Linked DNA regions of Danio rerio: region 2 is linked to region 1. Evidence: chromatin contacts called from public Micro-C data. All regions are on one chromosome and are shown on one strand. Each heading gives the region's core, a stretch centred on a gene start, on an enhancer-like site or on the middle of the called end of the contact. The rest is flanking DNA. Distances are from core to core; before and after follow the strand shown.

The links. Hi-C and Micro-C count contacts between places; a contact is called where the count stands out from the background.
Region 2: a Micro-C map of caudal fin shows a contact between it and region 1, with 3 times the contacts expected there. The contact joins the enhancer-like site here to the promoter of rassf7b in region 1.

What each region holds. Positions count from the first base shown.
Region 1 is chr7:51,492,276-51,499,253 of GRCz12tu, reverse strand. rassf7b (Ras association domain family member 7b) reads right to left here and starts at 5,368. Exons shown (of 6, transcript NM_197942.1): 1 at 5,249-5,368.
Region 2 is chr7:51,627,615-51,633,809 of GRCz12tu, reverse strand. No RefSeq gene overlaps it. Among named protein-coding and RNA genes, the nearest start is that of pamr1a, 8.8 kb to the left of the region's middle. Within about 2 kb of position 2,014, at least 8 of the 62 cell types and tissues checked have an H3K27ac peak or open chromatin away from gene starts, as enhancers often do. A contact at or near this core is called in caudal fin, where this site is marked.

The DNA of each region.
Region 1 (6,978 bases), core at 4,119-6,618:
AATGAACATACTTTAAAAAATGTTGAAAACCTGCAACCATTGACTTAGTATTTGCTTTTCCTACTATGAGGTCGATGGTTACAGGTTTTCAGCTTTTTTCTGAATATCCTCTTTTGTGTTCAACAAAATAAAGAAACACATAAAGGTTTAAAACCACTTGAATGAAAGTAAACAGTACATTATCATTTTTGGGTGAACTATCCCTTGAAGCAAGAGTGAAAGTAACCCCACTTGTTTCTGACATTTATTTTACAAGTCAATAAAAATGTTTTAAACACTTGCTGCCCTTAATCCCCAATTAAACGGCCACATTAACACATGAAAGACCAGCACTCTCAATGAAACTCCAAAACTCCCTGAACTAAGCTAGTAAAAACACTCAGATACTATACTCAGGGTATGTTACTGTGCCTATAATTTATATGAAGATTGAAATCATTTTTTTTTTGCATTCTCAAAAAGTTTCATGCTCACCACCATTATATTTTGGCTGTCATGTACTCACACATGAACATGCAATAACCAGGCTGCAATCAGCACTATGTGTAATCAAATTGGGTTGGTTTTTTAAGTAAATTTTACAAGGAAAGTTATTCCCTTTCTGCCAAGTAAATCATGCTAAGATGAATAAAATCATGAAAAGGCCTTAAACAGTTCCATTGGGTTTTTTATCCATGTTTCTAAGTAATTCCGTGGTTTTGTAGCTTAAATCGACTTATTCTTTAGTCGTGTTGAATAAAGGGTGTACTGTGTAATTAGGCCCAATCCCTATTCTACCTCTTAGCCCTTCCCCTTACCCCTACCCCTCGTTTTGCGCATTCACGTCAAGGGGTAGGGGTGTCCCAATTCTCTTTAGCTTGAAGGCATCGGGCTAAGGGGAAGGAGTGAATAGCTCTTCGAACAAAGATTTTTCAGGACCACACTCGAAACAAAGGGGTACGAAAATTTCCCAGAATACACCAGCCACAACGGCAGTATTGCAAAACCCGGAAGTAAGGAGATCCACAAATTAGTATTTTTTTGTCATTATTACAAATTTTTACGACAAACAAGCACATGTTTCAATATATTCATAACAGCGTTCGTGTTTCACCGTCATGCTTAAAAAAAACGCTAAAATAAAAACCTTTAAATTTCACAATCTATAATCCATAATCGTGACTCTTGTACAGCAGCCCTACAACATTCTGAAACTCAATGACACTCGAATACACTGTCAGAAAAGTCTAGTGGCTGACAATGAGCCTTTTACAGTGTCTGCTATAATGTTAGTGTTGTTTTCGTGAGTTTACATAGATGAACATCGCCACGGTTTAAACGCACAGTACAGTTACGATCTTATTGCCACATTAGATTGTTATGATGACATAATATATGGCTTCAGTGATTTCCTGAAGATAAATACCAAAAAATAGCACAGCTGGAATAACTACAGCAGTCGCCATCGTCTGATCTCTTATGAAGCAAAAGATCGCGATGACATATGATGATGTGTGCTTGTGCTGTCCTAATTCTCAGGGGTAAATTTTGAAGCCCTTCCCCTTCACACTCAGTTGTAAGGGCCAAGGGGAAGGGGAAGGGGTACAAAAATAGAATTGGGATTGGGCCTTAATAACTGTAATTATTATTTGTAGCATTCTTACAATTTAGTGGCGTCATCTAGCTATGCTCTCTTGAACACAGATTGTTTTACAGTATTACATACATTACATTATTAATAAATAACGTTAATGCATTGCATTATTGGTAAATACAATACACAAATTTTTACAGCATTTAAAAATGATGTCCGAATTTTATTTAAATCCATAAAACATGTCAAAACGAAAAGTGCCTTAAACCTACAGGTAAATGTTTGTCAAATTGTTTGACCCCATTGAATGTATTGTCATTTGTATTATTATGATTTAATGTTTTATTTAAGTTATTATTATTATTATTATTATTTAATGTTTTGTTTATTATATGCTGCTTGGATATAATGTTATAAATGTCAATGTTTATTATTTTAAGGTTTAATAAGGAGAGGGGAAAAAGGGTTTGTAAAATGTACTATTGTCTGAAAGTAAAATGATGCCAATCATTAAAGGGACAGTTTACCCAAAAAAGAAAATGTAGTCTTTAGTATTTAAGTGGCTTCAAACCTTTATAGTCGAGAAAAAACAAATACAGTGGAAGTCAATAATTACCAGTTTTCAGATTTCTTCAAAATATCTTCTTTTGTGTTGAAAAAAAAAAGAAACTAAGTGCACAAGCATTTGTAACAAGCAAAGGATAAGTAAAATTGTGACAGAATTTTTACTTTTGGGTGAACTATCTTTTTAATATTAAGACAGTTTTGCATGTTGTTAATTTATTATACGTTGTTTAGGTCAATGTTTTCCAACCCTAATTCCTACGGTTTGTTTGTGTAGATATTACAGGTCAAAAGTTTTTGGAGTCAGTATGATTTTTAAATGGTTAAAACATGCTTCTCCTGCTCAAAAGGGCTGCATTTATTTAATCAAAAATACAGTACAAATTGTAAAATGTTATTGCACTATAAAATAACTGTTTAAAGGTAATATATTATTTAATTTAATCATTTATTCCAGTGATTTTAAAGATGAATTTTCAGCTTCATAACTCCAGTCTTCAGAGTCACATGATCCTTCAGAAATAACTCTAATATTAATCATTATTATTGTTTAATATTATTATTATTATTATTATTATTTCATTTGAAACTACCTACAATAAATTATTTATTTAACAGTTATTTAAAATTGTAATAAATATGTAAGTATTTAACTGGTCGTGTATGTACTGCAATCCTACAGTACATATTTTGGATGTCTCCCTTGTGTGACCCATTCATTTCAGGTTTTGAAGTCTCTTCTAATTTTCTGATGAGTTGATTTAGGTGTGTCTAATTAGGAAGAGTTTGAAAATGTGTACTGTTAATGTGCCTCTACTGGAAAACTAGTTTAAGTGACTAAAAAAAAAAAATTAACTGATTAACACGAAAATTGGCAGTCATAACTGAGTAATAATAATAGCTTTATAATTTATGTAGCCAAGTGTGAAATATTTATTTTTGCAAAACAGTTGCTTTTATGGATTTAGCATTTTCCAATATTCACTTATGTCTTTTTATTTAAAAATCTATTGTTAACATTACGTAATATATTTTCATGTCATTTGTCATTTTTAAATCAGATAAATTAACTGTAATTGCATATGCCATTTATTTATGTCACTTGTGTCCAATATATTTTCTATATTTTTATTAGTGTTTTTAGTATTAAGTATTTACTATTAATATTGTTTCAATTATTTTGTGTTAAACCTCCCTTGTGTGGAGGCTGCAGCCATCTTTTCTTCTGTTTTGACCTTGATCGATCACATGTCTGATTGCATTTTTCTACCTTACACAGCCTGCATTTAAATGCTCCCCAAAATGCTGCTGTCAGATAAATCACCACAATAAAAAATATTTTGCTTTAATTCATAGATGGTGACATGTAAACATACTTTCAGGTATGCACTAATTCTAAAATGAACAGTGCTCAGCATAATTGAGTACACCCCATTTTAAAAATGAATATTTTCCACCATTTCTCAGTGAATATAGGCTATGTATTTAAACAAAACAGATTCATTAAACAGATATATTTATTAAAATAATATTTTAGTTACCAAACATATTTAGAATTGGAAAGATAATACAAGTAAATTCAAGCAAAAAAACTTGCAAACTACAAATGTTCAACTAAATCTTTCATTTTTTTGCCTCTCTTGATTTTTCCTCTTTTTAAATTAGTATTTAATATTTTTCTATATGATATAAATTTGGCTGTAATAGTTTTAGGACCGTTATTGTAAGTTATTTTGTTAGATAAGCTCCAGATTTGGCTTCAGTGCTGACTAATCTAATGTATATGCTCAAATATAATATATATATATATATATATATATATATATATATATATATATATATATATATATATATATATATATATATATATATATATATATGTAAAGCTTCCTATTAAAAATATGAATTTACAAGAGAGATTTGTGAGGGGTGTACTTATATAAGCCGAGCATTGTAAATAAAATTAAAAATAATTTAAAAACTATAGACTACTTAGACCCATATACAGTTGAAGTTAGAATTATAAACTGATCTGATCTGAATATCTGATAATATTTTTCCTTTTAGAAAAAATCTTTTTTATTAGTTTTATTTCGGCTAGAATAAAATCAGTTATTAATTTTTTAAACAACATTAATTTTTTAAACACCATTTTAAGGACTAAATTATTAGCCCCTTTAAGCTATATTTTTTCAATAGACTACAGGACAAACCATCACAATAACTTGCATAATTACCCTTACCTGCCTAATTAACCTAGTTAAGCCTTTAAATGTTACTTTAAGCTGTATATAAGTGTCTTGAAAAATATCTAGTCAAATATTATTTACTGTCATCATGACAAATATTAAATAAATCAGTTATTAAAAATTAGTTATTAAAACTATTATGTTTATAAATGTGTTGAAAAAATCTTCTCACCATTAAACAGAAATTGGGGGAAAAAATTAATGGGGGCCTAATAATTCAGGGGGGCTAATAATTCTGACTTCAACTGTATGTTATTAAGTATACATTTCACTAATTTTCTTCTACACAAGCTACACAATCAACATTCTGGTGCACGATTTTTCACATTTTACTTGTTGCATCTCTGGGTCTGATGTTTATAAAGGCCCGAGGAGAGACATTTGCCTTTTTATCCTTTCACTATCAACATGGCCACCTTGATGAGTCCATGTTTGCCGTTAATTTACATGACAGAGAGGTGAACACTGAACAGGCTCACATCACTCCTGAAGCTAAGGTCTCCGTTATCTACAACAGAACATCTTGCACTGGTTAGACATGGCACAAGTCTGAAAGTGATGAACGCCCCCATAAAACAAATGACAAACTGCTCAAGGCACAATGTCTTTCACAACCCAGGCCTATAAAGAGGTAAAAATGTGGAAACTTACTAAAGTAAGCTACATTCTTTGATAGATATTAGTTGCTGATGAGGGATAAGCAATGAAAATGGAATTTACCTGAAGCAACATTACTGATAAAAATGAAATATTATGCATTATCTTACAGGACCCCTGAACAAGTGCAGTTTTCTCGACTAGAAGCTTCATTACTGGATAAAAAAACACAGCTATTGAACGGCACACTCGTTTATTGACTTACCTCTTGTAAACTCTTGAGATGCACAGGAGAGCAGAGAGTGAAGCAACAAGCTGAAGGTAAGAAAAGGATCTGTATGACTTTGTCAAGGCCTCACCAGACAAGTGAAGTGGGACTGCGGCTCTTGGTCGCCTTGACGACGGATGCTTTTTCAAGCAAATCAGCCAATGAAAGAGGCGCTGCTCGTCATTCAGAAGAGCACGTGACCCTCGAGCTGCTTTCATCTGCAGGAGACAAGAAGCGCGAGGATGAATGACGGGGTAATGAATTTTTTTTATCTTCTTTCAACTTTTATTCTTCTTTTTTTATATATATAATGGCGTTTTCTTATAACTGAAGTAGATGTCTGGAATGTGCTTGAGGTTAAACGGGTTTAGAGTGTGTGCCTTAAGGCTGTTAAATATTGCCACCTAGTGGATAATTCTGTGAGTTACTTAGTGAAACACTGTTTTTGTCACATTCATTTATTTTATTTTCAGTTTATTTTCAACTTATCCAGCATATGTTTTACGCAAAGGATGCCCTTCCAGCTGCAACCCATCACTGGAAAACATCCATACACACTCATTCACACTCATACATGGACAATTTTAGCTTACCCAATGCACCTATACCACATGTCTTTGGACTGTGGGGGAAGCCGGAGGAAACCCACATGAACACGAGGAGAACATGCAAACTTCATACAGAAATGCCAACTGATCCAGCCGAAGCTCAAGCCAGCGACTTTCTTGCTGTGAGGCGAAAGTGCTACCCATTGCAGAGAATATAGAGAGTATATTTTGACACAAATCAAATGGAGGATGAGACACACTTCCAACCTGTTCTGCCACAAATACACCAAAACAAATAATCTTTCACCAATTTGAAACATTAATGCATTCATTTTTTAATTTAAATTACTCAGAAAAACTTTACTATGTACTCGGAGAGGATGAATTGATATCTAAACTAGCTGCAAAATATGTTTACACCCTACACACCATGAGAAATGGTTAATGTTAATTCATGTGTCTTATTTAAATAATGTAGACTTTTTATTATTAATATTATTATTATAATTATCAAATGTATTATCTATTTCTTATTTACTGTAATTTTTTTATTTGATTTTAATATATTACATTTTTAAAATGCTTTGGCAATACTGTATTAAATGTCATTCCAATAAAGAAACTTGAACTCAATAAGTAAGAGTAATAATACATGGTAATATGAGATTTTGAATAATATATTATATATTCAATAATAATGAAATGTTATTAATATTTTATTTAAATATTATGTGGCTATATATATATATATATATATATATATATATATATATATATATATATATATATATATATATATATATATATATATATATATGTATGTATGTATGTATTTTACTACTACTGCTGCTATTTACTGTTTACTATGTGTTTTTATCATATATGTTCTTTTTATGTAAACTTTATAAATGCTTTGGCAATACAATTCTAACATTTGTAACATGCCAATAAAGCAATTATTGAATTGAATTGAGAGAGTGATTTCTGATTTATAATTCTTTATTTTTTTATTTAATTATTATTACTATTTTTATTATATTATACTACTATTTACTGTGTTTACTATGTTTATATATAAATGCTTTGGCAAAACATTTGTAATTATCATGTTTGTCAATAATTGAATTTCATTTCTCATTTCATTTAATTGAGAGAAAGAGAAAGTATAAGTTACTTTAA
Region 2 (6,195 bases), core at 765-3,264, 140 kb before region 1:
TGAATTAGTTGTGTTAGTTCAACTAGTCAAAATCAACTCGGAATCATGAACATATTCACTGAAATACACTCAAAAAAGATTTTTGCTGCTTGTTCAAACTACTTGTTTAAAATGAGCTGAAGCAATACAATTCTGGAGATTTTCTTTGGGAAAAGTAATTGTTTTATGTTCAATCTACTTAAATTAGTTACGTTATTGGATATGTGTTAGGACAACATGAATGAATTGTAAGGAACCCTGCATTTTTACAGTGTATTTTCAGTTTCACTCTTAAGTGAGTCACTTGTACAACACTAAAAATTAGTCATATTTACACTCTATTGAGTTCAAAAATAACTCTGGTCTACATTACTGGGAGTGGATTGTTCCTTGACTAGTGTAAAGAGCGAAAATTCACCACTTTAACAGAGAGAATTTATATGTTTAATTAGCTGTGTACTATGAAAGAGAGAGGGTGAAGTCGTTGAAGCAAAATGAGAGAGCTGAAGCAATTGCTAATGAGAGATGTGTGTGATGCACAGCAGAGCTTTTATTATGCCAAAGTCGACTGCTTTTATTATGCCAAAGTTCATCTGCTCATTATCAGGTGGGGAAAAACCAGTGCTGTTTTTATCATACTAAACATATTTTAAGGTTCTGTTATAATGCAATTTTGTGCAGTATAATACAACATAACATATTATTAACATAGTATTAAAGTGTTTTTGGCATTTCCCTAAAACCATACTGAAAATCGAGGGTTTAATCGAGAATGTCAAAAGCCAAAAAGTCTGTGTCACTATAGGTAAAATGGCTTGATTTTTGAAAATTCTTCAAAACATGTGGGATCATGTACGTGCATAAGTCAGCAAAGTATATAACACTGTACAAGTGGTTCTTTTTGGATATTTTAATTATAAAAACTTACATATTGTGCCTTTAAGTGTTTGTTTCACTTCTTTAAAGAATATTTTTTTTCTCTACTGAGCCTCAAATAGGGTATATACAGAGCTAGTGTTTCTTCCCATACTGATAAACTTCCGGTAAACGGTTAATGTGACTTTTTTCCATTTTATATGGTTCCTTTTACAGCATCGATGTTGTAAGTACAATCAGTTAAATAGAATTCAGAGTTTATTTAGTTGCTCAAGTGTAAAACGAGATGAAAATGCACGCTCCTGTCAAGATTAGCAGGCTAGCGCAGAAGCTCCATTGATTATACTGGGGCAAAATAAATGTTCATATAAGACACGGCGGGGACAATGTAATTTAATGCAGTGCTTCTTGTAGAATCTGAGACCCACTTTAAATCGGATATAACTCAGCCAGTGGGGATCGCTGATTTTTAAAGAAAACAAACCTTAAAATTTTGTAATGGCATACAGTTTACGTTACTGACAAATTAAAAGTCCTTCAGCATTCTTCCGCATATACCCTATTTACACTTAAGCAGCACTTTTATCAAACTTTAAAATACGAGATATTTACAGAGTGATATGCTCATACATAATTAGCCTGATTTTATCTAGAAAAAAGTCTAATATGTCAAAAAATGAATACCCTGACTTCATTCATTGCTAGAAAGTATAAACATTTGTACATATGTAATTAAATAATGACTTTTTTTGAACATTTAGACATTTGAAAAAGCTTGCAAAAGTAAAATAATATATATAGTAAATAAAACGTATTTTAAATGTATATTTTATAATTATGTTGTATATTTCTGTAGTAAAGATTTGAGAAGTAACGTTTGCCCATGAATGCACTGTTTTGTTGTAGTAAATTTGCAGTTGGAGAGTCTCATGCACACAAACACATGCAAATGATGAGTTGCTATGGAAGAACAGAGGCAAGGCCAAAGCACTCAATAGCAGACTGGCATTTTTCCCTCTTTCTCCCGGGGCTCTATTTTGCTGCCGCACTGAAGAAAACGGAAGAGCCATAAAAGTAAACAGGAGAATGGCAAACAGCACATTCCCTCCCCTGAGTTTCCCTCCACTGATCTTAAAGCACATTCAGCACAGAGGAAAATTGGCTCTTTCAGGAATCCCTGCTAGCCTCAAGACGCCACTTCCTACCACATGCTAATGGGACAGAAAAGATGAAGTCATCGCTTTTGTCAAATGTGAAGTAATGGCCTTCCACATAGTCTCACTGACAAAGCTCTACACATAAGCCTCAGTACTCTTTCAATACACGTTTGTACTGATATTTTTTTAAAAATTCACGCTGTAAAAAAATTATGTTTTACCCCTTTATGCTCATTTAATAAATGCACCTTTATGGACATTTAGTTGATCACAAACTGTAATATTGTGAACTTTGGTCCTAAAAAGATAATTGATTCTTGTTTTCTGAGAAGCTAAGCAAAATAAAGCAAGTTTAACTAAGTGATCACATAACTGTCGTTGAGTATGAAAATGACTTTTTCACTTAAGTTAAGCAGTTTTTTTTTTCTTCAGGATTTTTCAATTTTACAGAAAATAATATTGCTGATCTCATGTAATTTTGCCTCATATATAAACGTACAGCATATTGACTTAAGAATCTTTAGACATATGTACTGGAAGACAAGACACATCCACAAAGGAGTAGAATTACTTTTTTTCTTTTTTATTCTGCGTGTGTGTGTGTGCGTATGTGTGTGTGTGTGTGTGTGTGTTTATTTTTGTGTTTATTTTATTTTACGTTGTTTCCAATATGATACTTTTACTTTTTTATTTCTGATGAGTATAGCATTGTTTTTATTTATTTATTACTTCATTTTTTATAAATATTTTTATTTATTACAAATTTTGACATTAAAGATTTATTATTATGATGATATTTGAGCATTTTTATTTACATTTACAGAACATATTTATACATTTTACATTACACATTTTATTATGGGCGGCACGGTGGCATAGCGCTGATGCCTCACAGCAAGAAGGTCGAGCCCTGGCTGGGTCAGTTAACATTTCTGTGTGGAGTTTGCATGTTCTACCTGTGTAAGCGTGGATTTTCGCTGGGTACTGATATATATGCCCTTTAGGCTACATATTTTTTTCGATAGTCTATAGAACAAACCAGCATAATTTAACAACTTGCCTAATTACCCTAACCTGCCTAGGTAAGCTTTTAAATGTCACTTTAAGCTGTATTGAAGTGTCTTTACTGTCATCATGGCAAAGATAAAAGAATCAGTTATTAGAAATGAGTTAATAAAACTATTATGTTTACACACACACACACACACACACACACACACACACACACACACACACACACACACACACACACACACACACACACACACACACACACACACTATAATTATTAGTGTTATTATATCATTTATTCATTCATTCTTCTTTGGCTTACTGCCTTTATTCAGCAGAGGTCGCCACAGCGGAATGAACCGGTAACTTATCCAGCATATGTTTCACACAATGGATACCCTTCCAGCTGCAACCCAGTACTGGGAAACATCCTACACACTCATTCATACACATAGACTACAGCCAATTCAGTTCAATAGCGCATGTCTTTGGACTGTGGGGGAAACTGAAGCACCTGGAGGAAACCCAATCAAATACAGTGAGTATATGCAAACTCCACACAGAACTGCCATCTGGTCCAACCAGGACTCAAACCAGCGACAATCTTGTTGTGAGGCTACCGTGCTAACCACTAAGCCATCATGTTGCCCCATTCTTTATTACAATTCCTAGTTATGCCATATCTATTTTCAGCACCATCAAGACTTGCTGCTTGGTAAGTGTGCGCAAACTTTTATATGTATTTATATATATATATATATATTTCAAGAATCCTTGTTAAACAGAAACTGGAAAGAATGTGATTATTTGAGGCATTTTATATAAAAAGATAGTTTTAATAAAATTGGAACTTTTGATCAAATTAAAGTGTCTATGATGAATAAAATATGAGTAATTTTTTTAAAAAATCATTATATATAAAACACGTTACATTCATGACACATTCTATCATATCAACATATTCCCTTTTACTACCCTTAAAAATTTGAGATTGTTATTTTAGCTCTCTTGAAGTTATATTACCCATCTCTCTAGAAAGACATTTTCTTTTTTATTGGATAGATTACCCAAACATTTTAATTGTCATTATTATCTCACCCTTGTATCAACCAGTTTTTAGTTTTATTTGTCTATTGAACGCACAAAAATATATTTTGAAAAAAGCTGAAAACCTGTAACCATTGACTTCCATAACTGTATTTTTTTGCTATGGAAGTCAATGATTACAAGTTTTCAGATTTCTTCAAAATATTTTTTTTAGGGTTCAACTAAAAAAAAGGAACTCATTTTTTTGTTATTATTTTTTATTGTAATTACTAAAATAAATTAAGAGAAATTATTTTAGTAATACAAAGTATAAACAGATGCCAGGGGTAAAAAAGAGTAAGATAATAATAATAAAAAATTTAAATTTTATTTAATCAATTGAAAGTTACATGATGCTTCATATATATATTTTTTAGCTTTTCTGTTTTTAATGTTACATAGTGTAGTACCATATTGTTTAACCTCCTTTATAAAATGTTCAAAATTTGGCTTAGATTTGGCCCATTTCTTGACATGAATATGGTATTTTCAAAGTAATATTATCAGTTGTATAAGAAAATATGTTGTGCTTTTTAAATCAATTCCATCTTTTACTAAAGCAAATATGACATCATAAATAATTACCAAATTTGTATTTGTGTACCAAATGTCCTTGAAATAAAGTTAGAAACATCAATCCAAAATAGTCTTGAGTATACACATTGAAAAAACGAGTTTTTTTCTATCCACTCCAAACCGTTCAAATAACTATTTTACAGTATAAATTCTGTGTAAAATTTTAAAAGATAACTGTCTTACTTTATTACTTATAAAAAATATATATTTTTTAGTAACTATACTTTTTTCCACTCAACGTTTCCAAATTTTGATGACCAGAAGACTGTTGAAGATGGCATATGATTCTTTTTTTTTTTTATACATTTCTAATATATCTATTACTACATTTATCCTTAACAATGTTAATATCGCCAATAAATAAAACATCATCACTTGTCTTTGGCTGTTGGTCCACTCTGTATGTTACGCAAAAGTGATACAACTTTACTTGGTATTGCATCAAAAATAACAGCATAGTCTCTTGGTTTTACAGGAACTTTTTTAAGGAATTCTGAGTATGACTAAAGCAATCCATGTTCATCAAGTACTTCACTAAATATGTAAATATTCCATTGTCATACCATGATTGAATAAATATAGACTTCCTTTTGTACTATTATTTCTATTATTCCACAGAAAATACCGATGAGGTGTAAAATAAAAAAATAAATAATAAAAAGGAACTCATATAGGTTTGGAACCACTAGAGGGTGACGTAATAGTGTATTTTTGTGTGAACTATCCCTTTAAATTAGGCTTTTTAGAGAATTGGGTTATGTGCATTTTCTGCCACAAGGTGGGAGTCTAGCATCACAAAGTGGATTCCTGCAGACAATCACTAATGCAGCCAACGCTCTCTGATAGAAAAAGTAAACAAGGAAACGGTAAGAATTCCTGAACATTTTTTAACGTGTGAATCTTTGTACATATATGAAAATATAATTCAAGCACAGATAACAGATTCTATCATAGCAATAATAAGCAACACAATGTTCATCTCGTGTTTATCATGTTAATGTGTGTTCTCCTCCAAACTTTGTACATGAGGAAAAAAAAAAGGTTAATAGACACGAGTCTATAGCATTGAGCCACAGTCATAGACGCTAACTTTGCCGGTTAATTGAAGTAAAATTGGTTTTTATTTTCGCACATACGTTCATTTTTGAACAGTGACACGGTTGTTTAACATTTAAATAATCGGTTACAAATTGCATGCAAGTAACGTTCTGAATTCAAAACCACATTAGCAGTAAAGTTCACTGTAACAATGTTGTACTTTGATATGATTTCACTATTTAGAATTTGCAGAGAATACTTTAATGAAATTATATTATTACGGAGAAATCCGAAAATGCTAATGTAAAACCAACTTTCCCTCTATTATCCATTATGTCCCTCACATGTTTACCCTGTGCTACTTTTGTGCGTGTCCCCCTCCTCCTGCCCCAGGACCCTCGTGCACCTTGCTCTCAGGAATGCCTCCGCAATTCCCTCAGGAGTGCTGGTACTTCCTCCCGCATCAAATCAA